Regions from separate parts of the Mus musculus genome. Here regions 1, 3 and 4 are each linked to region 2. The links are chromatin contacts, called in public Hi-C maps. All regions are on one chromosome and are shown on one strand. Each heading gives the region's core, a stretch centred on a gene start, on an enhancer-like site or on the middle of the called end of the contact. The rest is flanking DNA. Distances are from core to core; before and after follow the strand shown.

Region 1 (6,558 bases), core at 2,098-4,597, 930 kb after region 2:
CGCACAAACCCCTCTCCCTCAGTACAGTGGGTGTCCTGATGCAGCGACCTCTGGGTGGGTGGCTGGTCAGGAAAGTCCTCGAAGACAGAGGCTAGATGCAAGCCCGATGTATGAGGCTCTGCTCCTGTGGGCAACTAGGGGACTTGAGGGCACACTGCCAAATGACTGTCCTTTCATATCACAGCAGCTTCCCTGCTCATCCTTGAGTTAAATGTAGACTTGTAAAGGAAGAAATAAACTAATTTTTATTACATTCTGCCTCAAAAGGTAGGTGTAGTCATTTGTGACAGAAGCCTCTACGTGGTCTTGTGGTATGGGGTGTACATGAGGGCCTTCTCCAGTTTGCCAGCCTCATGATTCTTATGTGTCTTCTCTTGGTTCCACTGGAATGGGAGACAGGGTGCCCTTCTTGACACTGGTAGGCCTCAGTTGCCCTGAGTACCATGGGTGAACTATGGGCAGAGGCTGAAGTCATAAGTGAAATGCTGCCTGTTTCCAGACAGTTTACCCACCCCACACCTCCCCCCTTGGGAGATAGGCACCCTTTTGCACCAGCTGTGCATGCCCAGCCTGAGTCACGGCTTGTTTGCCTCCTGTCTGTGTGGACAGCTCAGGCCCAGCTGCCACGAGGGACTCCCCCAGACATCTCTGGAAAAAACCAAGAATGATTAGGACCAAATGTCTTTCCGACGGTGGGAGGGGGGGGTGGGAGGGGAGTTCAACCAGGGCTCTTCAGTGTAGGCCTAGACCTATTACACTGCTGCTGGTCTTTGGGAGACAGATTTATTCAGCAAGGCCAGGGGAGCTCCTAAGGCCACACAGCATTACTACAGTAATGGCAGAGGCCAGAGCTGGGTCACGGACCCTAGGGCTCCGCCACAGTGCCAGCCCCTGCTGTGTACGAGTCTTGGGCAAGGAAATGGCTCTGCTCCCATCTTTGTGAGGAGTTGCCATGGGAGTGGATTAGGCAAGGTTATAGGAAGCCATTACTCAGAGTGGATCCCTGGGGCCTCTTTGGGCCCACGGGGCTGTTGCAGGCACAAGTAAGCAACAAATCCAATAAGCTTCTCCACCCACAGCATGGTAGTGCCTGGACGCACACAAGCCACCAGGGACTTGCTCTCCTGAGTGACCTGATAGACTGCCTGACTTTGACCGAGCCATGTACCGGGAGCCCAGAATAGGAGGTAGGGGTTCAAGGTTTAAGAGCTATACTGAGCCTGTACCTCCTAGGTATGTACTCCTGGGCCAGTCCCTTCCCTCCACTGTGACCTTCTCACCTGTTTGACTTCAGGATGAGATGGCAGGAGCATATGGAACCCAGAGCTGGGTGAACATCTTGACCCCTGAGAGCGCCAACCCCCACTCCAGTCTCCCCACTCCTAGGTAGAGCAAGTCACAGGACAGGCGTAACACTGACTGGGTCCACCCCCCTGATGCCCTTTCATAGTCTCAGGGAGCGACTTCCAGTGTGCCCATGTTCTCAGTGGCCGAGTGCCTTCATGCTTCCACGTGCACCTCACTCTGGCAAATAAAATGGGACAGGTGCCCCCCTGGAACCTCAGGGCCTCAAACTTGGAGGAGGACCCATAATGCCATCCAGAAGACTCCTGAAGATGGCTCACAGCCAGAAGGAAAGGGCAGTCAGGGGCCTAGCCTGGGAGGAAGGCTTAGTTATTAATACCCTATCACTAACCAGGATCCTCTTCAAAGTACCTGCATGCCCAGCCGCTCTCAAGTAGCACATCTGAGCCTTACCTACTATCATGCCCCAGGTAGTCCCCATGGGAGACAGGACAGCTTGATGCATGAGTACACCTGCCTCTATTTCTGTGAAACACAGGTCTCTGAGGACCTTCATGGAAGATAGCAGGCAGAGGTGAAGAATGATCAGGGACATTGAACAGGACTCCCTGGATCTCTTGCCAACCTGTACCTCCTGCAAAGACCTTCCTGCTCATACCATGTAACCCTCTGGGGATACCGCTTCCCTAGAAGCCACCTCCACCGCCTTCAAGACCTTGCGTGTCTACATTAGGCTGCTTTTCATGGCCTCTGTGCTGGTTATGCTGATTTGCCCCCAAAGAAACAGAGAAGCTGCTGACTGCTCTGACTTCCAACAGGGGACAGGGTAGTAGCCATTTGACAAGAGGTGGGTAGGGCGGGGTCACATTGGAGAGTCTCCAGATCCAAAGACAAGGCCAAACCACTCTGAAAGGGTAGATACTCATTTATGTAAAATAATAACAAATGTGCAAACTGTTAGAATAAAAAAATACCTTTTCTGAAAGGAAAGGGGGTCCCCAGCCTGCCACCGTGCAGGGGTGGGGTTAGCACCGTTAGGGCACGAGGAGCAGGGGGCTCCACCGCAGCCTGTGGTGGGGCACTGAGGTCTGTGTGTCAAGGGTCAGTCTGTGCATTCTAATGGTGCCTTCCTCGGTTTACCGTCTGGCTACCCGCTGATGGCCTCGGGAAGGGACACCACGACTGAGTGGGGGACATGAACGGCAGCACTGAGCGCGGATGGTGGGCAGCTGGCAGCGGCCCAGCAGGCGCAGCGTCTCACAGAAATTGAAGGACAGGCGATCCCGCTCACAACCTGGGATGGGAAGGGAAGAGAGGAGAGGAGGTGCAGTGGTCAGAATCAGTGGGCATGGCCTCCAGAACCACACTTTGTCACCCCGTGATTCAACTGAAAAGCCCCTTTCCCTATTGCCTTAGGAAGAATAGCAACCAACAAGAAACTGGGTTTCTGAAGGATAGCCCCAGAATCAGAACCCCAGGTCCCCAGCTCTTGTCCCTGCCTCACCTGCCCTTGAACTACTGACAGTGTTGGGACTTAGCTTTCTGGAAGAAAAGTTCAAAGACCCCATCCTTTACCACCTCAGAAGATACCCAAGAGCCTACTGGCAGCGATGTAAACCTCTCGGCCCCATCTTTCTCCCTGCTCACCCCTGGTACTGGACAGGATCAGGCCCACCACTTGTCAGTGTGTCAGACACTGTTAATATGCATCCACTCTACAGTCTGCCACCTCCATTGGTCCCACATGCCTTTGCTGTCATCACTGCCCCACCCCCATACACACACACACCCTCCCAGTCTCCTGTGGACCATGTTCACCCTGAACCTTTGTGTGGCAGGACAGCCTATTTTGTTGGGTGGTGAAGCCCAGAAAGTTGGACTTGGCCAAGGCCACAGAGATCATCAGTAGGAACCAAAGCCTGGGTCAGGCCCCTGGTGGCAGGGCACAGGGAAGGGAGAGTCGTCAGCCCTAGTTGTCACAATCTGAGGCCTGGCTGGCTCTCCCGGGAAGACTATTTTGGAAAGTGGCTTGCGTCCAGACCCTTGGCCTTCCTCCCAGTGCTACTGCTTTGCTGTTGCTGCTGCTGAAGCCACAGCTGCCCAGACCCCTGCTTACTTCTGCAGATTCCCTAGGGAGGAAGCACAGGAGGGCAGCTGTGGGCCCTGGTCTGGGACATCCCCAGGTGCAGCGGAGGGAACAAGACAGCAGACAAGCCCCTCCACCCTATCCTTTCGGCAGCAACTCCAAACTGACACACTAGTTCCCCTGGGTGACCTCCAGCAGACCTAAGCACTGAGTGAAGGTTTCCTCTTGATAACAGCCCCCACCTCCCTGGGGAAGGTCACATGACCCGGCATGTGAGCTGCCTTGCCACGGTGATCACACACCCTGGAGTTTCCAGGATTTCCAAATGTCCTGTTGAACAATCCCACAAACCATCAAAACATCCTGGAAGCTCCAGGAACTTGCGATCCTAGAGTCTTCCCTGATTGGCTCCCTTTACTTGAGAGGGGGAGGGTGCTGGGAAGGCGGGTAGGGGCACAGGGAGGCCCTTCACATGGATAGGCTTTGGGTCCCTGCTAAGCCCACCCTTCCCATTCCTCTTGGAGACCTTGCAAACCCACAGCCTCCTGAGCCACGCTATTTCGGATAGAGCCTGAATTCCTGCCCTCTCCCTATCTGCACCACCTGGGACCATAGCTACCGTATTCTCTGCCAACCCTGAGCTTGACGAGAGAAACAGAAGAGAGCCATAGACATTATCAGCCCCAAAGGCAAGCACTGTGGTATAGCACCCAGCTTAGCTGTGCTGAGTGTCTGTGGGAAAAATGGAAGGAGATGATGAGAGAGAAACAGGCAGGGATGGCTTAACATCTCCCCGGCATGAGGCAATGGGATTCAGAGCAGAATGGCAGAGCAGAAGTTGCTCTGGTCCTGAGCCAGTACCACCAGGAACCAGCTGCTGGTAGTGAAGGCTGTGCAGAGCAGGGAGAAGCAGATCGGGGCTGACGCCCAGCCATAAACTGTCCTGGGGACAGGTGCATAGAACCAGTAGGTAAATGCCAAGCAAGCTCTTAGGTTCCCTCAGGTGTCAAGGGGTGGCCTCAGACTCCCCATGCCTTTGCAATGGAAGACAGTAATGGCTGCCAAAAATGGGAGGGAGGGGGTAAAGCGGCCTAGCCTTCACGGGCAATACTGAGCCTTTCACCGGTAGACCCCACTAATACAAGAATAAGGATTGACCATCCCTTTATGCATGAGGAAATGACAATCCAGATAGAGAAACAGAGCCCGAGACAGGTACCCAGGTGTGACTCAAGGGCCACACAGTTTCCTGTGTTCGGCACTGCTGGGGACAGCTGGAGCTTCAGGAAGGAGGTGATTTCCAGAGCTACCTCTGGCTCAGACCTTTCCTCCATAATGGCCCAGCTGGCCAGGAAACACAGCAGAAGCAACACCACCCTGGGAAAGAGTCCTTCCTGTGGCCCACTGCCACCTCTGGACAGTTATCCTCCTAGGAATAGGCAGTGCCCACAGCCCAAGGACATCTCCCTTCACTGTGGGGACTAAGACCCCAAGGGAGAAAAGCTTGCCACTGCTGGAGTCAGGAGGCTCCTTCCACTTCCCGAGGCTACCAAAGCTGCCTACAGGATGCTTGAATCTTTGGGATTCCCCTTGGCTGAGTCCCAGTTTAGGACCTTGGCACCCTGTGGCCTCCCAGTGACGGTGACCATGGGGTTTGAGCCAACTGTAAACAACAGCAGCTGTTCTAGGACCGACGATTCTCTAGTTCCTAGCCATCCTCCCCTTATCCCACCATCCCTAAGAGTAAGGAGACACTCACGTGGGGGTTCAACCAGTTCACAGTCCTCAGTGGCACATGGCCGTGAGCTCTCAGGCCACGCCTCATGGCTACACAGGTCACTGTCTTCCTCTGCCAAGCCGGTCTGAGTGTTCACACATCTGACCAGACGCCGCTGAACACCACCACCGCAGGGGGCTGAGCACTGCATAGGAGAGAGGAGAGAACGTCTCCAGGACCAGCCATCACAGTCGGGGACTGCCCATCACTGGACAGTACCACCCTCTCCAGGAAGCCATCCCTGACTAGAGCCTAGTGCTGACCTCCCCACTGTCACTGGGGGTATCTGTTCTTGCAATGAGGGCAAGATACAAGTAAGAGGAGATGCGAAACACACACAGGATGCCTGCACAGAGAAGGCAGACCCTGAGATGAGGCACCATGGTACCCATGAGACACAGAAGGTGTGGCTACCAGCAGAGAGAGAAAGCGTGTCTCAGGTGTGGTCCCCACCCTGAGTCAGCCTGTTCTCAGGTTTAATCTCTGCTGGCACAATACAGGCTCTGCCGTTCAGATTTGTCCACTCCTCGCTCCATGCTGCCCCCAATTTAAAGATGAAGGGGGAAAAAACAGCCCAGCAAGGCAAAGCACCTGCCCAGAGTCATTCAGCAGCCAGTGGGTCAAGCACCCAATGAGCTTCTTGAACCAGTCAGCACCCAGTAGGCTCAGCAGCAAGCTGCCCTGCCCTGCCCTGCCCTGCCCTGCCCTGTGGGGCCTCTCTACTCCCTTCTGCCAGAGCGGTCTTTGCTCCATTCCCTGAACACCCCGTCATTCCTGCCTCAGGCTCGGCACTTGCTGTTCTCTTTATCCCTCACTTTAGCATCACTGACGCCTTTAGATGTCAACCCAAAGTCCTCTCCTCAGAGGACTTTCCCCGCATGGCCACTTTTCCTCTATCTGATATTCCCTGGCAAAGTACAAGGACTTGATCAGGGCACAACTGAATATTTAGTGGCCCCAGAGACCAGCACACATCACACACAACAACTCATCCTTCTAAGCCCAAGGACCAGGGTCTATCTGCCAAGGGTTGCTGCCAATTCCTCCCCACAAGCAACCCTGCTCACCTGACCCCAGGGCCCTACCACCCACTGTGTGCAGGGGTGGGTGTTGCAGGGCCTGCTGTTGTTGGGTCTCAGCGACTCCTCACAGAGCCCTGGCTCTGGACATGTCACCAGTCGCTGCTGTTCACCACCACCACAAGCCTCGGAACACTGGAAGAACAAAGAGGCATCAAGTATAGCCGGGGTCCAAGGGTGTCCTCAGTCCCCACTTCCCCAGGCCCAAACCTCACCTCTCTCCAGGAGGAGGTGTACCAGGGGAGGCAGGGCTGGGTCCCACAGAGCTGACGGTTGGGTGGCTTGGTAGGCCCGGGCTGGCAGTGAAAGGG
Region 2 (5,807 bases), core at 739-3,238:
ATCTCTTTGTTTTCAGGTTCAAACATGCATTTTATACAGATAGATTAATTGCCACTAGCCTCTTGTTCTGAAAGATTGTTTCCTGGTATTTCATTCTTCAATATTTAGACTCTACTTGTCTGTAATCTGGGCCTTGAGAGACAAGACAGAGAGATCAGAATTGATAAGAAAATTTAATATTAGCCTTGGATACATGGCAAGCCTGCTGGGAGACCTGAGAAATATCTCAAACACAAACTAAAATAAAAAAAAAATCAAGATCTAACATAGCAAAGTACTGAGGTGAAATGAAAGATGTTCTATGGACTTCAATTCTACAGTTGCCCAGTAACAGGAAGGAATCATCATTCTAGGATTTTGCCAGAAGATTCTGTGTAAGGATCATGTGCTAACCGATCACACCCCTGGCATCCCCTTTCAAAAGATTCTTACAATGAAATCGAGAAAGAAAAGTGAGGCCCCAACTCTGTCATCTAGGATGAGCACTCTGCGTAATCTAATGTGCTTAAAATGCTTCCTGCAGATCCTACAGAGTTTTATTTGTTTTTATATTCTGACCATGTTTTGAAACCTTGAACTTTGACAGGAAGAAGGACTTCTCCACATCCAAATGATTATCTGATCCACTCTATAAGGAGAAAGGAATGGATTTCTTACTGGAGAGCATTTCTTTCTTAAAAGCTGGTGGGAGAGTAAAATGATCCAGATGTAGAAACCTTGTTAGAGGTCCAGGGATCTCAGATTTTGGAAATGCTTGCCTGGATATGAAAACGCAGGTTGGTTACTAGATGCGAAAGCTTAGCTCTGCCCCTTCTTTCTCTGCCAAGTATCAACAATATATTACTGCTTATTTATTCATTTTTATGATTTACTTAAGTCCTGAAAGAGAATGAATTCCTGCTATGCTTCTGTCGGCTAGTGTTGTGGTCAGATGCTGATGTTCTGAGTCCCAACCATATTAATTGCTGGATAAAGGCTGTAATCCTCCTCTTTGAAGCCCAGGCCTGATTTTTAGGCAACACTTCAAAAGGAAAACACAACGAAGGAGGCATACTTCCTACCATCTTTGAGTTGGCATGACTTACTCAGCTTGTACTGAACACATGTGCCTTACATATTTGGCTCTCCAAGCAAACAGTTCATTTAAATATTAGAAAGGAAAATAAAAGGCCGTCTGTGATTCAAAAGTCTGACCTGTAATTTCTTATGAGCTATTTTGATGGTTTAAATTGTATTTGAAATGGAAACACCAAAATCAGTCTTTTCTTACAGTAGAAAACATCTCTCCTTTTTTCCTTCCCCCTTCTCCCTTCTTTCCTCCTTCACCCTTTCCTCCCTTTCTCCCTCTCTCCTCCCCCCTCCCTCTTCTTCTACCCACCTTTTTCCTCCCATTTCCTTTCTCCCTATCTCTTATTCTCCCCTCTTATGCTGGCTTTTTCCTTTCTTACATGTTTTGGTGTAGTGTCTGATTCCACTAGGATTAATGACACAACCTACACAAATAAGACATTTCAAACGGTTTCTAATTGTTATAGCCCTTGGAAACCTTTTAAAACATAACAGTAACACCATATATTTATACAAAAGAGACAGTTAAAAAAAAACACAAAGTTTTGAAGTAAAGAAGAGTGAGGTCTAAATTTTCTGTGACTATCTGAACCAAATCACCAAAAAAACCAAAGTGAAAAATGACTCAAATGAAGTAGTGGCCAAGACAGAACTTTTGCTTGATGCCTTTCCATCTCTTGCTCCTGCTCCGGCTGTAGGGAAGTACTCATGGAGGATTTCCCAAGTGTACTAGTGTGCTATGTGTGAGAAAGATTAACAGTGTTTCAGATCAAACACGGGCCTTGCTGCATGGTCTTAGGAGATTGTCATTCACGCCATTATGGCTCATTTGCACAGGATTTTCATGCAATATGAGCCTTTGTTTTGATGGCAGTGAACAAGGCCAAGCTTCATCCCTTGTCCTAGTTAGTCAGTCTGTGGGGTATCTTGGTCCCAAAGAACTTGTCTATCGTACAAGGCAACTGTTACCTCAGTTGTGGATTGGCTGTTTCACTCCTCGACTCTCTTTCCTAGTTTTAAGGTGAAAAACTACTTAAACGTGGGTGGATAGCATAAAATTCAGACAACACCTACTTGTGCTAGATTAGATGCAGCCTAAACAGGCAGTTTTGGATACCCGATTCAAAAGAGCACATTAGGAGCCGTTTTAGTCGGGCGCTTTTCCTCCTGTGCTTTCTGCCACGCTTATTTTGATGTTAAAATAACTGGAAGAGTTGAAAAGTTATGCCTGAGCTACACTGAAAACTTTTCCTGACGAGGTATTTATGTTTTTCTTGTACTTAGTTTCACCGGCTCTGCATAGAATTACATATTTACGTATCCCAGTCATTCTTGGCCTGTTTCTTTCTGCAAGTCAAACTAGGAAGAGAGTAGGCGCTGTTGCTATTTCGTGGGTGTTTAAGAATGAAAATCAAATGTAAAAAATCTCGCTGATTATGTGACTTTAACTATAAAGGATACTGTCTTATTAATGCCAGTATATATTCCACCAGTCCGTCTGTATTTAGCTGTACCAAATCTACATGTAACAAGAAGAGATAAATCAAATGGCTTTTAAGTATGAAATTAAGTGTTAAGAGCCAACAGTGAAAACTAGATTAGAACCTAGTCACATTTGAGTTTCTGATGTGTTTTCTCAGCAAATACATTTTAAATCTGTAGCTGTCATTCAGCTTTGGCCCCGACAGACAAGGAATTGGTGAATTTTGCATAGTACTAATTCACTTTAGATATAGCAAAGCACCTATCTAATACATGAGATTTTCAAGCTTGATTTTGTACAAATATATTATCAAAATATGTATTTATAAGATATGCTGTAATCTGTTTTATCTTTGATTGCTTTAAAATTATAATAATACAAATGAAAAAACTTAAAAAGTAAATTCATATGATTTTGATACTCATGAAAATCAAAGAAATTATTTATAACATTTTGTTAATATATATAAATATATATAATAACTCTACTGACACACACACACACACACACACATATATATATATATATGTATATATATATATATATATATATATATATATATATATATGTCAGTAGAGTTATTTTTCCAGTTAGCTTTATTTCATTAATGGAAAAATGTTATATTTGTTACATGATAAGGGAACACTTCTAAATTTTAAGAGTGCATTAAAAACCATACAGAAACTAGCATGTCTAGTGAAATCACTTTAAAATATATGATTGCTTAGAAACATAGATTAAAAAAGGCAGCAACTGATTGGAACATTTTTCTCAATCTGTACTTTGTAAAGTTTCAAACACCCAAAACACTGTAGTATGGTATTGAAAATACACAGTCTCTACCCAAAATTAATTGCCTTTGTATATAGTTCATCCTTCTTTCACACAAATATAATGACATTCTTAAATTTTCAGCTTACATCTCCTGGGCACCAGGCTATTTTTTACATAACTATAGTGACAGAACCTTGATATATAAAAACTAGCTACAAGAACATCTAAACTAATTTATAGATAATTAGAACTAGAAGATAAAATTAAAAAGTACTTATTTCCACAATGACATGTACAACTTTAATACTTTATTCCCTAAGTATTTTCAGTTACTTTAAGTCTAAATACAGACTTTAAACATTAATGATGTGATTAGAATTTACTGGCAGGTTTTGAAAACAAAAACTAAATTAACAGATGAGTGTTTGATTCTGAAACACTTTCAAAATACATGTACAGCAGCGCCCTCTACATTTGGATAGCTTATGATGAAACAGTTTTGTTTTGTTTTGTTTCTTAAGGAACTTTTGGAAGTGATCACTGTAGCTTTGGGATAAGGGATGTGATTGTAACGTATAACACTGCAGGAGATTTCTCATATGAGTCTGTGCTATTTTAATTGAGTGTAGAAAACCCAGCCTTGGAAACTTAATAGCACACCATTCAGAAAAACAAGACAAATAAACAAACAAACAAAACTCCCCTAAAACCCACCAAAAAACAACGGAAGTTAACAGTCAAGAAATAAAACAAGGCTATCTAGCTATTTAGCAAATATGAAAATCTGTTGCAAAGAATTAATCATGTTATCCACGCGGACTTTCAAAAGTCATTTTCAAGGAGCTATAGTCGTCCTATTATTCCTTATGGCCTATAATGTCTTCAAATTCAGGAACAAATAAAAAGGTTAAAAGAAAAAAAAAAACAAACAAACTCTACTTTCTAGTCTCAGCATCTAATAAAAGATATATAGATGTACAGATACTGTATTTAATGTATTCACATGAAATAAAATTAGGTAATATTTAGTGTTTCTGAATATCCCCTCTCAGGTTAAATGATAATAAAACAGTTTATGAAATCATATCGATGTAAAATATAATCAGTCATCTTACAGGTAGACAATATGTACTGCCTGCGATTAATTATCATGCCACCCCATTCACAGATTTGTACATTACCCTTTGAATAATCAAGAGGAAAAATATAGGCACATCTATAGTAGATTTTTATAAAACAGAAGAAAAATCTAATACATATCTGTATCTCATTTTTAACTATAAATACTTTGTTGCTTATCAACTTCAATTAATTTAAGTAATCAAGTCAGTTACAAATATATATGCTTATTAGTAATAAAATCAATCCAGCATATTGACACTGAAAGACATATGTCATATTTCCAGTGCAACTTTTTTCTTTAAGATAAACGGTATATATTTTAACTATAATGTTTGCTTATATATGTCCTCTTAAACATAAGTTTAATACTATGCTCCTGTTATTCTAAATAACTAAACTAAGAACTAAATCAAGAGCCTAAAGCAAAAATCATTTTGTAAATTATTTGTAAGCTTCCTGTAGTCAAAGGGCAGATTAAAAGAGCTGAAGCCAGTTTTTTTTTGTTTGTTTTGTTTTGTTTTTTTTTTTTTTTAAAGGTTAACAGTTTCAATGCCTAAGTCACAGTGTCTTAAATGGGAAACAGGAACACAAAAATATTAAAAATCAACAAGTATGGTTTTTTGCTTTAAAACTCAACAACTTCAATATCTCAAACGAACTCCTGGAGAATATTTTATAGATTTGAAGTCAGTAAATCTGAATAATCAAGTCACTTGGGAGCAGGAAATGTTCCTTTAAATTATGCGCTGAGGCTTTTCGTGCCTTTCAATGCCAGAAAAATCCTAGAACGGGCTCTAAATTTCTAAAGACAAAATGCCAATGACTCTGGGGATCATCTTGTTCATTTTAAGAGCAAATTAAAACAGTGGAAGAATATGGTGCAAATAATTGTTTCCTATGCTCTTTGCTGGTGACTGCTGCAATCATCGGGCCTGATTTACAAATGGAGACTTGAAGGTTTCTCAGCTTCCTGCGGGGCAGGAGACTGTTACCTTGGCACTTGTCCCCTCACCCTTGTAATCACCACTCAGAACCAGGCGCTGGGGCTTCCCATTCCCAGGCTCTTGATTGAACACCTCATTCTGTGCTAACAAGGTGAGGTATTTGAATAGGGCTCCAGTTGGAAGATCATTAATGGTTTTGCTCATTAAGAGTTGCTGTGCTAGTTTTGGTAATTTGGTAACAGTCTAAAATCTCAAGCAGATTTTCCCCGCTCAGCCTAACGGATGAGACATTTAAGATAGTAACAGTAATACCCGTTTCACATTGAGAAGGGGAGTGAACTGCTGACTGTATATGCTAGGTTTGGCAGGACTAATGAAGTTCACTTGGATGCCCAGGTTCATTTTCCAGTTGTTTT
Region 3 (6,056 bases), core at 1,419-3,918, 670 kb before region 2:
TTTTCTTATTTGTGTATGACTGATTTGCACCAAATAACTCCACAGCAAATAGAGTCTAACTGTGGGACCAGATCAGGGCTATGTTCTCCTTTTGCCAACATGCTCTAGCAGGTGGTCTGATAGATAATGTTAGGATGGCCTTGGTACACTGGCTTACAGCAAAGTTTATATGCCCCTTTTTGCCTTATAAAATGTGATGACAACATTTATCCTTTTCTCAGAATAGGTACATTTCAAGATATCAATGAAATATAAAGAATTTATTCAAATACTTGGCATCCTCATCTAAAGAAAATGTTATTTTTAAGCTATAGCTGGCAGAGTCTTATCACATTAGGCAAAACATATGACTTTTGCTTTTGTTTGCATTTGTGTGTGTGTGTGTGTGTGTGTGTGTTGGGGGTTGTTGTTCATTTAGAAGGCAGAGGTCAATCTCTAATGATGTTTCTCTGAAGCTGAAGCTGTCTGCCTTCTTTTATTTGTTTGTTCCAGACACGGTCACTCCTTGGCCTAAAGCTTGACTTAGGCATCCACCTGTCTCTACTTTCCCAATGGTGGTTTCACAAGTGTGTGCCAGCACTTCTAGAAATATTTATGTGGCTTTTGGGGATCAACCTTGGGTTTTTATGCTTGTGGAACAACCACTTTATCAGAACAACTATTTCCACAGCCTCAAATTTGTATCTAAGTTTTTATTTGCAGATTAAGTAAGTTTTAAAAAGATGCATTCTAAGGATATGGATGTAGAGTTGAAAAGAAATAGACTATTATCATGGCTTTGATGTGATTATCTGACTGATTTACTGTCCCTCTTTTATCAGTATATGATGGGTTAAAAACTGTGTACAAAGTATTAACCATGAGGAAATGAGAAGTTAGAGATAAACAGCATATGTAAAATGATTTATGTCTGCACAAATGACTCTATATTGTAATCTACAGCATACAATTTTATTATAAAAAAGATATTACCAGTCTCACCCTGTTATGTTAAAGATATAACAACCAAGACTCAGCAAGCAGTACTGTTAGTGTCATGAGCTAAGTCAATTGGAAGAACTAATAGAACTCGTGTCCATTTATCTTTTATCAGTGTCAAGTTCAGATTCCAAATTGAGTCTTTCATACTTCCTCATGCTGATTAGCATTGGTACTACATAGGACAAAATGGTTTCAACCTCTAAATCTACTATAATTTCTTTTTACCTCAATGGTGTATTGTTTTCCTTATCTTAAAAATGGCAATAATAAACACTGTCTCTACCGTGAAGATATTTTAATCAGTTGATATGTGAGCTAGTTAGTCCATTTAATTCATTTAGATTTAAATTAATTTAGTTATGATAAATTACTATTTCATTTGCTTATTATGTCCTACCAGATATAAGAGGAATGCAGAATAGATGTTTGCATATGTGAGTCATTCTTGATATTGTAGAAGATTTTGTTTTACACTTCGTAATGGGCATGAAACACTGAACAATGAAGGAAGAGTATATGTAGTCCTAATGCCTGCACAGCTAACCTGAAGTAAAAGGAAAGACAACCATGACGTTTATCTTGATTATATGTAAAGGTGGTGAGACTCACCTATTTAGCAAGAGGAAGTATACGTGAATATTTCATTTGTCTAATGAGGTGACACTTCAAAAAACTCCCAAACAAACTTATGTCCAGAAATAGATGCTGATATCAAACTTGAAGTTGCATCTTCAATGACAGTTGGGTTGATAACATCTGAATTGCATCCTATGGTCTCTCTCCACAGTGGGGCTATAAGAAGACTGACAACATGGAACCCTGCATAAGTGTTCACATGGGAGAAGAGTAAATACTTCTTCCTTAAGTGGCTGGATCAAGGCATGACAAGCTAATAGGTAGAAGTATCTGCACTTCAGACTCTCCATGTAAAAAGAAGCAGGGCCTAAGAGGACAACATAATATTCAGCCACTCCAAAGAGTGTTTGATGAAGAGAGAGACAAGTGTTCAGAGAATCCAGACTAAAACCTCTCAACGGTTTCCGTGGGTTTTTGAAATCAACCAAGAGTTCAATGTCTTTAAACTGCTAAACTCTGTGACAGAATCTTTCTCTAGACGCATTGCCATTAGAATGCTTTTTGAGTGGGTGGGGCAACAGTAGCTCGCCCTAGCTTTTGATGGCTCTGTATGTTTTTGGTGTGAGAGTTGCATCAGTGAACCACAAAAAATGAAGCTTAGGAATTGTTTATAGGGCTGAGCACTAAAAAAAATTTTGTTTGGCTACATAACATATTTCCTTTCCACAGGAGGTAGTTATGACAAATTAGAAGTCTGAAAATTTTCTGATGGTGTAAAGGCACAGCTGTCACTGGGGAAGCACTGATCAGATTTCATAACCGCGTGGTCCCGTGGCGCCGCAGAGAGCTCCATATGCTCCCCCAAATGCTCCAACTAAATCCACAAAAAAAAAAAAAAATCCAGCCTAAGTTCACTTGTAAAAAATAAAACTCTTCTTAGATGGATTTATCATTTTGCATCTACAAAGAGAGAAAGTCTTGTTAACTGGTTACGTTTTTTTAAAAACTAATCTGTTTAAGAACAATTTTCTGCAGCTTGTTATGACAGCTTTGTGATAAAGAGTGAATGATGTATTTGGCAACACCCCAGAGATTACTCCATTTCTATCTATGAAGGTGGACTTTTAAATGGATATACAGTGAATAACTAAGATCTTCGGGAACAGCTATTTCTTAATGGGAACAATTGTATTAAACGCTGTTCTGTCATTCCGCAAAAATCATGTTAGCTAAATTGTTAAGCGCTGTGTACAGAAATTTCAAAGATGCCAATATGGGCCTTACCTGGTTGCAAATGAAGAATAGATTGATTCTTGAGTGGTTAGGTCCTTAGATACTCATATTCCTCATAAACAGTTTGCTTAGAAGCTTTGTGACCCCTGAAGAAAACAACAAATTCAAATAAATTGACAGCCTTATCTCTTAAAGCTAAAAGGAAGATCCAGTATGCTTTTTATTTATTGTATTTATATTTTGAAGCAAGAAAAGTTTTATGTATAAAATATCTTTTTGCATCTCATTATGTTAATCATAGCACAAAAATGTTCCCATGAAAATTTTAAATATTGAAAATTTAAGCAATGATCCAAATATTTATGAAAAAATGTTTCATGCTTAACAAAGCACCTTAATTTCTAATATTTATGACACTCATCAGTATAACTAGTTTAGATATTTTTATTAAAATACAAATAAGCATATTTCATGTTTTTGTTGAAAATACAAAACTAAAATAGTAATTCTTTAGTTTCCTCGAATATTTAATATTTTAAATAATTAAAGAGGTTTTTTAATTAATTCTGAATCATATAAAGCCTGCATTAACTACTTTGTTCCTTGTATTCTTAAATGAATAATACATATAAAAATGGTGCATTTTATTAATTACCTTTGTGTTTATAATTTTCTAAAAGAAGAAAGAAATTTAGTTTTCTAGTATGGCACAAAGATTTTGGAAATATCTGTTTTGTTGTGTATAGGAAATACCCTGTGAAGAAAATGCTTTCTTAAATCCTGTGATGAATTACAGGGCACCTTTAACTTTACATTTCACCTTGCAATACACACAAAATGTTTAATTACTGGAGGATTAATGGAGGTGGTTTATAATTAAGCTGAAGTATGAACTGATGTCATCGTCCCAGTGTGATGACATACATTTTCTGCCAAAGCACCTGTTGTTTTGGAAGGAAGCAGCTGATATCATTATCTGCGCAGCTAGATAGCCCATTTCCTGCTGCTTAAAAAATTATCCTAAGGGCTACCTAAGTTGGATTAATTCAGCGTTTATGCTTCCATACCCAGAAAAGAACAGAATAGAGAAAAACAACACCATCACAATCAAAGAACGAGAGAGTGAAAGGCATGCTGGGAGCAGAGCAGAGGGAAGGAACAGAGAACCCCACCTTCTGTGCCTGAAGAACTCTGGATGGCTCCTGAGATTCTCTACAAAGATGCAGAGGATGCAAAGCAGGACAACAGTGGAGAGAGGTTCCTATTTTATTCTATTAACATGAGTGAGTAAGTGGAATGTTACAATATGAGGTGGAAACAATATAGGCAGTTTTACACTTTCATTCAGAGTATGGCACTGTATCCATAAATAATAATGAAAGTCTTTTCATTTAAATATTCAATCTACACAGAATATACAAACTACTATCCAAAGATAAGTGCGAACATTTTATTTTTCTCACATAAATTAGAGATTCATACTTCTTCCCTTCCCTCATTCTCTCTGGTTTTGGTTTACCAGTTGGCTATTGTGTCTTTTGCTCTACGATGCTTAGTAATTAAGGTGATGGTCTATCTCTATGAGGTATAAGCACATATTCCATTTCCATGTGAATATGTCAATCAGTTACTTCATCTATCACTGGTGCCATTTGAATCTTAGGAAGAAAGTACCCAAACCTAACAGAATAGTTGCTCTTTGCTTTCTCGCCCTACCAAAACAGCACACACTGAGCAGACACAGTCCCCACGTATACTGGTCAGGCACACTGTGTTCATTGAAGCTGTCTGCTAGGTGCTCCCTGAAATACATTTCTCTAAACCCAGTTCTTGTTTCTTTCACATTGTAATTTACTTTCCTAATGAATATTGGCAATCTGTCCAAATTTAGTCTCCATTTCCCCACACAATGTTCACCAACCCTTGTTTTTCTCTTTTCCCTCAAAGAATAATGCTAATGTTTGTGGAGCTGTAATTCATTCCTACAAAGACTCATGACATGGTGTTGTTTTGCTAAGACAGAATGCAGATGGGGAATTTGGGATCTATGGAGTTAAAATAAATTTACTCTTGTCACATGACTAGCAAATGATGCAGCTGAGAGCTAACCTCCATCTACCATATTTATGTTTAGTATCTTATTTTTCCCATGTCCTCTATTACATTTATTTATTTTATTCACTGATGGAATTTTCAAGTTGTCTCAGTTATATAGTTGCAAGTAACCACATTCTAAGTGTTTTTGTCCTTTAAGAGAGCCAATATTTATGTCCACTTAAGATGCTCTGGACTGTTGCTTTTCAGTTTACTAATCTCCAGTTCCCATCCCTCCCTCCCTCCCTCCCCCATATTCTTGAAATACCAGCTAGTTCCTCATAAGTTAGAAGAGTAACCATTTAATTTAGTCACATTTTGCTCTTTTGGGAACAGTACATATTAGCCTTGGTTATTTATTTATTTTTATTTTACAAGAAGTTTATTAGATATTTACTATATTTACATTTCAAATGTTGTCCCCTTTCCTAGTTTTCTCCCCCACCCTGAAGACCCTCTATTCCCTCCCCCTCCCTCTGCTCACCAACCCACCCTAGCCTTGGCATTCCCTTACACTGAAGGCTCTATTTCCAGTATCTTTTTTTTTAAATATTTTTTTATTATGTATTTTCCTCAATTACATTTCCAATGCTATCCCAAAAGTCCCCCATACCCTCCCCCCCCCAACTTCCCTACCCACTCATTCCATTTTTTTTTTTTTTTTTTTGGCCCTGGCGTTCCCCTGTACTGGGGCATATAAAGTTTGCGTGTCCAATGGGCCTCTTTTTCCAGTGATGGCCGACTTGGCCATCTTTTGATACATATGCAGCTAGAGTCAAGAGCTCCAGGGTACTGGTTAGTTCATAGTGTTGTTCCACCTATACGGTTGCAGATCCCTTTAGCTCCTTGAGTACTTTCTCTAGCTCCTCCATTGGGAGCCCTGTGATCCATCCAATAGCTGACTGTGTGCATCCACTTCTGTGTTTGCTAGGCCCTGGCATAGTCTCACAAGAGACAGCTATATCAGGGTCCTTTCAGCAAAATCTTGCTAGTGTATGCAATAGTGTCATCGTTTGGAAGCTGATTATGGGATGGGTCCCTGGATATGGCGCTCTCTAGATGGTCCATCCTTTCGTCACAGCTCCAAACTTTGTCTCTGTAACTCCTTCCATGGGTGTTTGTTCCCAATTCTAAGAAGGGGCACAATGTCCACACTTTGGTCTTCGTTCTTC
Region 4 (5,955 bases), core at 2,825-5,324, 920 kb before region 2:
ATATTTGTAGAATAAATTATTTGTGAGATAAAGTTCTATAAAATCTTACTATTGACTGAATTGAAATATAGTTGAAAATTTGTGAAGATCATCATTGAGAAAACGGTCTTTTGCATAGTGGTAGGCCTTTAGTTGACACTGATGTCTACTACTGTCCTAGCAATGGTAACAGATTATATTACAGTTGCCTCCTCATTATTTCTTGTATAAGCAAATTTTATTTAAGATTCATTCATTCATTCATTCATTTATTTATATGTATGAATGTTTTGTGTGCACATATTCATGTGGACTATGTTCATACTTGGTGCCTGCTGAAGATTTTGAATCCTCTGGAACTGGAGTTGTGAATGATTGTGAGCCACCATGTCAGTGTGGGGAAACTAAGCCTGGATCCTCAAGAGCAACAGGAACTCTTAACTGCTAATCCACCTCTCTAGCCCCAGCTCTGATTTCAATGGAAATGAAAAGGAATCCGTATAAACACTTGGATGTTTTGTCTCTTTTTGTATAATGGGAGTGATAAAAAACACAAGTCTCTATTTTGAAATTCTGAAAAACTACCGATATAGTGTTGGCCTTGACTGAAATATGTGTTTGACACTCATGTATCTCCCTTTACTTCCTGGAACACATGACAGAAGATGGCAGAGAAGGCAATGCTGTGGTCCTGAAGGAGAAAATCACATACCAAGAGAGGCTGTGAGGACAGATAGAGGAAGCCCAGGGTGCCGATGGCATCTGTGGACAGCTGTGTCAGTTTTGGGCTATCAACATCAGAGCTAAATCTCCAAATGCCTATTAAGTTTGTTCTAGTTTGCTACATGCGGCCTAACACATTTCTCAGCTAGGAACCATATCAACTTTGACTTTGTAGGGGATAGTGACAAATCTTTGTGGCATACAACTTATTTACCAATTTTCACATTTTATGTAGTATGTCTGAGTTATTTTGAACTTATTTTGACCAAAATACCTGAAAGATTAATTATAATCAATTGCCTCAGAGAGTTAAGCTCCTGGTTGCTTAGCTCTCTGAACATGAACAGAACAACCTGGTAGGAAAGGTTAGTCTTCACCTCAGGGTGGAGAGAAGAAAATGAGTGTAGACTAGGTACAATCTTCAAAGGTATGACCGTGCCAGTTCCCACCTCCTATTATTTCCAATACATTGATTTTAAATTATTGGAGACTAAGTGGCTAACATCTAAGACAATGTGGGATATTTCATGTTCAAACTATGACAATATCCAAATAATTCTTGCAGAATACAGTATGTTCTTTTAAAATGTTTTAATTTGGAATGAAATTAATTTAAATAAAAACAATTATAAGTACAATATTAGAAGTACAAGGTACTTAAGAGTTATCAGTAGTACCTACTTCCTAGTTAGACTTGTAAGGCTTTTATGGTACATTAATGATTAAACCACCCCAAGAGAGAAAGAAAACACCCCTCTACATCCATGCAAATTTTGAACTAATTACTAACAACAGTACTGAGCCCCATAAATAAGATTCTTCTGAGAGCAAAGTAATACACACATGATTAAAGAAACCTGGAACTAGCTGTCTTTATGGACTAGAAATGGTCAACAAAGCTTCCCTCAATCTTTTCAGTAAGCCCAATGTTCAAACAGTTGTAGTCGGGGAGTGTGAATTTCTGTATGTGAATTACACAAATAGTCTCTCTGCATCTCATCCCTACCATCAACTCTGAATTGTGAATCTGCTCAATGGTCAGCAGGACACATCAGTGTCATGTCCTGCCTTAACTTTTGCTTGGAGATCTCTGGGTGTCCACCATCAGCACAATTCTGCTTCTAGCCCTTGATATAAACCTCAGTTCTCAAACAATGTCTATGTATTTAGAGATGTTTCAGGATATTATGCATGTCTAGTCATTTGAAAATTTCATCACTTGTGTCTCGTTCTTTTTTTTCTGACTCTTTCTGGGAGGAGTAAGCTATGGAGGGAGGAAAGGAAACAGGGAAGAGATGTAATTATATTTTATTTTTGAAAAGTAAACAAAAATCAAAAGAATTAAAAAATAGGTATGTGAACTTTACATTTTTGATCTCACTGTTTTTCATTAAAGTGGCTTTGTTTTCTTGGGGAATGGAGAATGGGCTCTCACACATCTTGATTTTGTCAGTGTCAACTGGTAGGCAGTGAGCAGATGACAAAACATCCTCCCTTGCCTCTATGTAGTTCCCCTTGGCCACAGGATGCCTTCCTTTTCCCTCTATTTTCTCACATGAGGCAGCTATTATGGGACACTGGTCATCACCACTCTTTCCCCTTCTAGAAACATCACTGATGTTTTAGTACCATGTCTGACTTATATAAACATTTTAAGCCCAACTATGATGCTGGGGTTGTAAATTCCCAGGCTGTGAAAGTCTTCTTTGCACCGCGGTTGATGCTGTGGCAGGAAGGATAGAATAAAGAATTTTATAGTCACTTGGTGTATCCTGGGGGTGAGAGCTGGGAAGAAGCTCATATCCCTGCTCTTTTATATATATATATATATACATCTATTAAAAAAGCTAGCAGGCGAGCAAGTTCAAGAGGTCTTGGATGGAGATTACTGAGTCGGCTAGTTCCTGCAGGTGCTGACCTGCTGAGACAGGGTAGTAGGTCATAGAGTTATCCTCACCATGCTCCAAGGAGGAAACCTGCTGTGGTTAAAGGCTGTGTTCTTATTAAATATATACTGTATGGAGCGTCTGTTGTTCCTGTTAAACCCCTGCCTAGAAAAGTTGCTCGTAAACCAGAGTTACATTAATGTCTCCATAGACACCTTACATTTAAAACTATCTGACACTAACCAAATGGGTAGTTTTTATTGGTTTTTCTTTGGCACAGATGTAAACACTTGCTTTCATACAAATATGCACTATTAGGCTTTCACAAAGCTGCAATGAACTACTTTGAGACTATACCCTTGTGTACTGATGTCTGTCTTGATCAGATCTTACTTTTTCTATTAAGAACAATAGAACTGAAATCCTCCAGTTTGTAGGAAGGTCTTGATTCTTTATGCAGAAATGGGATGTGCTTTTGAAAGGAAAGCAAGAACAGCTGAACTCTTTCTTAGCACATGGAACAGGCTAAAATGGTGCAGGATAAACTGTTGACTAAATATGACTTAAGGGAGATGGTTTATTTAGAGTGACTTTAATTGAATGTGTTTCCTATCACAGGAAAATGAAAACTGCAGTGATAAATATAAAATGCTTTTAAATGGAATCACTATGTAAGCCAGAGTATGACATTGACTTACAGTAGCAGATGTTTCTGATTCCGAATTCAAGAATCAATATATTTTAACATCACTGCAAACCTCTAAGGAACTGTATGCCAATAACTGATCTAAAGATGCCCTCATTTTGCTATTTAAAATTATTATTATAAGCATAAATATTATCATAATAAAGCAAATGAATTAATATTACCTTAATATTTGTGATTTATTTACAATTTATATTTTTAAAAGACTATCACTTATAATTACTATATAGTTGCTATAAAATCTTGCTAACGTGGTGCCCTTTTTTCTTTATCCTTGGCATATGAACCATTTGCTTCTAAAATGAAGCTATTTTATCCCTTGTCATCACACAGCCATAAAAATTGCAAGCAGTCAGAGGTTAGCAATGGCTGCTCTGCAGACCCAAAGCAAAGCTTAGTAACAGATTTTCAAAGCAGTTCAAAGAGTCCAGCTTCCATCTGTGTTTGGTGAAGGATGCACAGACCTTGGGGCATCTGAGACTCAGCTTCATCTCTAACACTTGGAATAACAAAGGTGTTAGCTTTCAAAGCTGCCGTCTCCCCTCCTGGGGTGGCTCTGCAGACCCAGTTCATGGAAAGTGGGAGACTTCAGAGCAGGCATTCTCCTCCTAGACTTTGCCTCCTTCTGGGGAATCTTTGGAGGGTGTCACAATGGTGGCCTCCTAAACATGGGTTACTGCCAGTAGAGGCCATGAGCTAATGAACCTTATAAACAAATCCCTTTTTCTGATGTCTTGAGCAAATTGTCCACATAGACGCAGCCATTTCTTTTCCTCCAGATGAGTGGTGCTATTTAATCAGAAGAAAGTAGAGGGTGCTCTCTACCCACGATAAAGTGATGAATGCAGAAGGAATATCAATTTTTCCTTTGATTCAATTGCTTTTCAAAAACCAAAGCAAGGAATTGTTTTCTGGGAAAGAGCTCAAAATCTGTGTCTTTGGTATGTTTTAAATGAGTCTAAGATTCCAATGAAAACCGATCTCCAGCAAATGCATTCATACAGACATAATCTTTCTTGACTTTGTTTAATATCCCTTGTATTGGTTGTCTAGCATCTTGGCATGTTGTCTTCATGAAGATAAGGTAATGTAAATTGATACACAGTTAGCAGGCTACTATAAAATGTGTGTATTTGTGATTTTTATGATAATCTTTCTGTCTACAAAACAAGGTGGAAAAGTTAAGAAGTTGAATTCATTTGCATACAGCAATTGTTTGACTGAGTTATTCTTAGATATCAAAAGCCCTCCAAAACTATATTCTCAGTTCGCCTCAGAAAATTTAAAACAATCTCAAATTATTCCTTAATGATCTCCAAATTCTAGTAAAAATACCTTAAGTAATTTTGATAATATGTCTAAAGCATATGTGTATGAAGTATATTATCTGATAATTTACATAATAACCATCTTTTTATTTTGAAAGATAAATAAAATGGAGCTTAATATAAGAAAATGGATTCAATGACATATATAATATTTGTATATAAGGGCTATGTCCTTGCTATGTCAAGGATGGTTGTTTTTAGAAATAGCTTGTAAAAAAAGTAGCATATATATTTGTGTATATATATGCATATATACACACATATATGTGTATATATGTACAAGTAAAATATACATTTACTTAATTAAAATCACAGAAATTCTAAGTAAAAAAAGTCAATTTTACTTTCAACATCAAAATTTAAACTATCATTTCCATATGACAAACCATTTTGTCTGAAGTAAAAATAAATCTTAGGGAACAGTTAAAAATATAAGGTAAATTAAAGCAACCTATATATTTCCATGAAGACGTGAAGATGTGGTCAGCTTCTGTGTGTGAACAAGGCGGAGAGGGAGTGCAGAAGGCTTTACAGATTTCCAGTTGGAAATCATATGCAGCACTAGTTCTCCGTGTGTGTCAGCAAGAAGACGTGCACGGAGAACCAGCCAGAAGGCAGTGCTCAATTCTTAAAGCTTCTGCATGTGAAACTTTCATTTCGTTTTTCTTATTTATTTTCATAGTTCTCTTCCCTTACTGTTAATGCCTGTCCAAAAACCCAAAAATGCAAAACCAAGGCCGGGTCGATGAAGACTGTTAATGCACAATAGTAGCATCAAACAATGCAAAATAGGATCTCTTGGGACATTAACGTGAAGGTATTGGAAATATGAGTGAAGAATCACAGCCATTGGGTTGCTGTGTCATCCTTCTCAGCCTTGCAGCTTAATGTGGAAGGAAAACATGTTAAAATAACAGTGCCATTGATAATTGTAGAAATAGAAAGGGTGCATGTGATTCCTGGTCTAAGTATCAGGAAAGTGAGCTGTCACTTGGGATGACATTTTTATGTTTAACAAATGTTAAGCTAGTTGATTTGAAAGGATGATTATTTTTTACAACTTATGGATTTTTTTCTCTCCCTAATCTTTGTGAGTTATTTCCCAAAGTAGTGATCCTTGCCCATAATCATTGTTTTAGTGTTCATCTTGACATTAAGGGCATTTAGACAGTTAGGAAGTTACTTTCTTAACCGTAAACAACATATATTCACGATATTTTTTCAGAGGTCAGACCTTGGAAGGGGATGCCAGTTGTATATGATATTAATGTACATTTACTTCATCGTAAAAGTTGCAGAGACATTTATTAAAATGTTTGAAAAAAACCACACT

What was found. Hi-C and Micro-C count contacts between places; a contact is called where the count stands out from the background.
Region 1: a contact with region 2 is called in a Hi-C map of muscle stem cells, with 2.6 times the contacts expected there. The contact joins two enhancer-like sites. A contact is called at or near these places in 4 of 484 Hi-C or Micro-C datasets (cerebellum, cerebral cortex, muscle stem cells and 1 more).
Region 3: a Hi-C map of cerebellum shows a contact between it and region 2, with 5 times the contacts expected there. The contact joins two enhancer-like sites. A contact is called at or near these places in 5 of 484 Hi-C or Micro-C datasets (brain, cerebellar granule neurons and cerebellum).
Region 4: a Hi-C map of cerebellum shows a contact between it and region 2, with 4 times the contacts expected there. The contact joins two enhancer-like sites. A contact is called at or near these places in 9 of 484 Hi-C or Micro-C datasets (brain, cerebellar granule neurons, cerebellum and 4 more) and 1 of 115 datasets of contacts at active chromatin or transcription factors (neural progenitor cells).

Annotation. Positions count from the first base shown.
Region 1 is chr9:90,195,755-90,202,312 of GRCm38.p6, reverse strand. It overlaps Adamts7 (a disintegrin-like and metallopeptidase (reprolysin type) with thrombospondin type 1 motif, 7), which reads right to left. Exons shown (of 24, transcript NM_001326351.1): 21 at 6,463-6,558; 22 at 6,236-6,382; 23 at 5,151-5,313; 24 at 2,211-2,599. The coding sequence ends at 2,442. It overlaps Tbc1d2b (TBC1 domain family, member 2B), which reads left to right. Exons shown (of 13, transcript NM_194334.2): 13 at 1-266. Among named protein-coding and RNA genes, the nearest start is that of Adamts7, 36 kb to the right of the region's middle. Within about 2 kb of position 3,347, at least 61 of the 459 cell types and tissues checked have an H3K27ac peak or open chromatin away from gene starts, as enhancers often do. A contact at or near this core is called in muscle stem cells, where this site is marked.
Region 2 is chr9:91,126,717-91,132,523 of GRCm38.p6, reverse strand. No RefSeq gene overlaps it. Among named protein-coding and RNA genes, the nearest start is that of Gm31114, 200 kb to the right of the region's middle. Within about 2 kb of position 1,988, at least 6 of the 459 cell types and tissues checked have an H3K27ac peak or open chromatin away from gene starts, as enhancers often do. A contact at or near this core is called in cerebellar granule neurons, cerebellum and muscle stem cells, where this site is marked.
Region 3 is chr9:91,794,958-91,801,013 of GRCm38.p6, reverse strand. No RefSeq gene overlaps it. Among named protein-coding and RNA genes, the nearest start is that of Gm26101, 42 kb to the left of the region's middle. Within about 2 kb of position 2,668, at least 7 of the 459 cell types and tissues checked have an H3K27ac peak or open chromatin away from gene starts, as enhancers often do. A contact at or near this core is called in cerebellar granule neurons and cerebellum, where this site is marked.
Region 4 is chr9:92,043,695-92,049,649 of GRCm38.p6, reverse strand. No RefSeq gene overlaps it. Among named protein-coding and RNA genes, the nearest start is that of Gm31409, 85 kb to the right of the region's middle. Within about 2 kb of position 4,074, at least 6 of the 459 cell types and tissues checked have an H3K27ac peak or open chromatin away from gene starts, as enhancers often do. A contact at or near this core is called in cerebellar granule neurons and cerebellum, where this site is marked.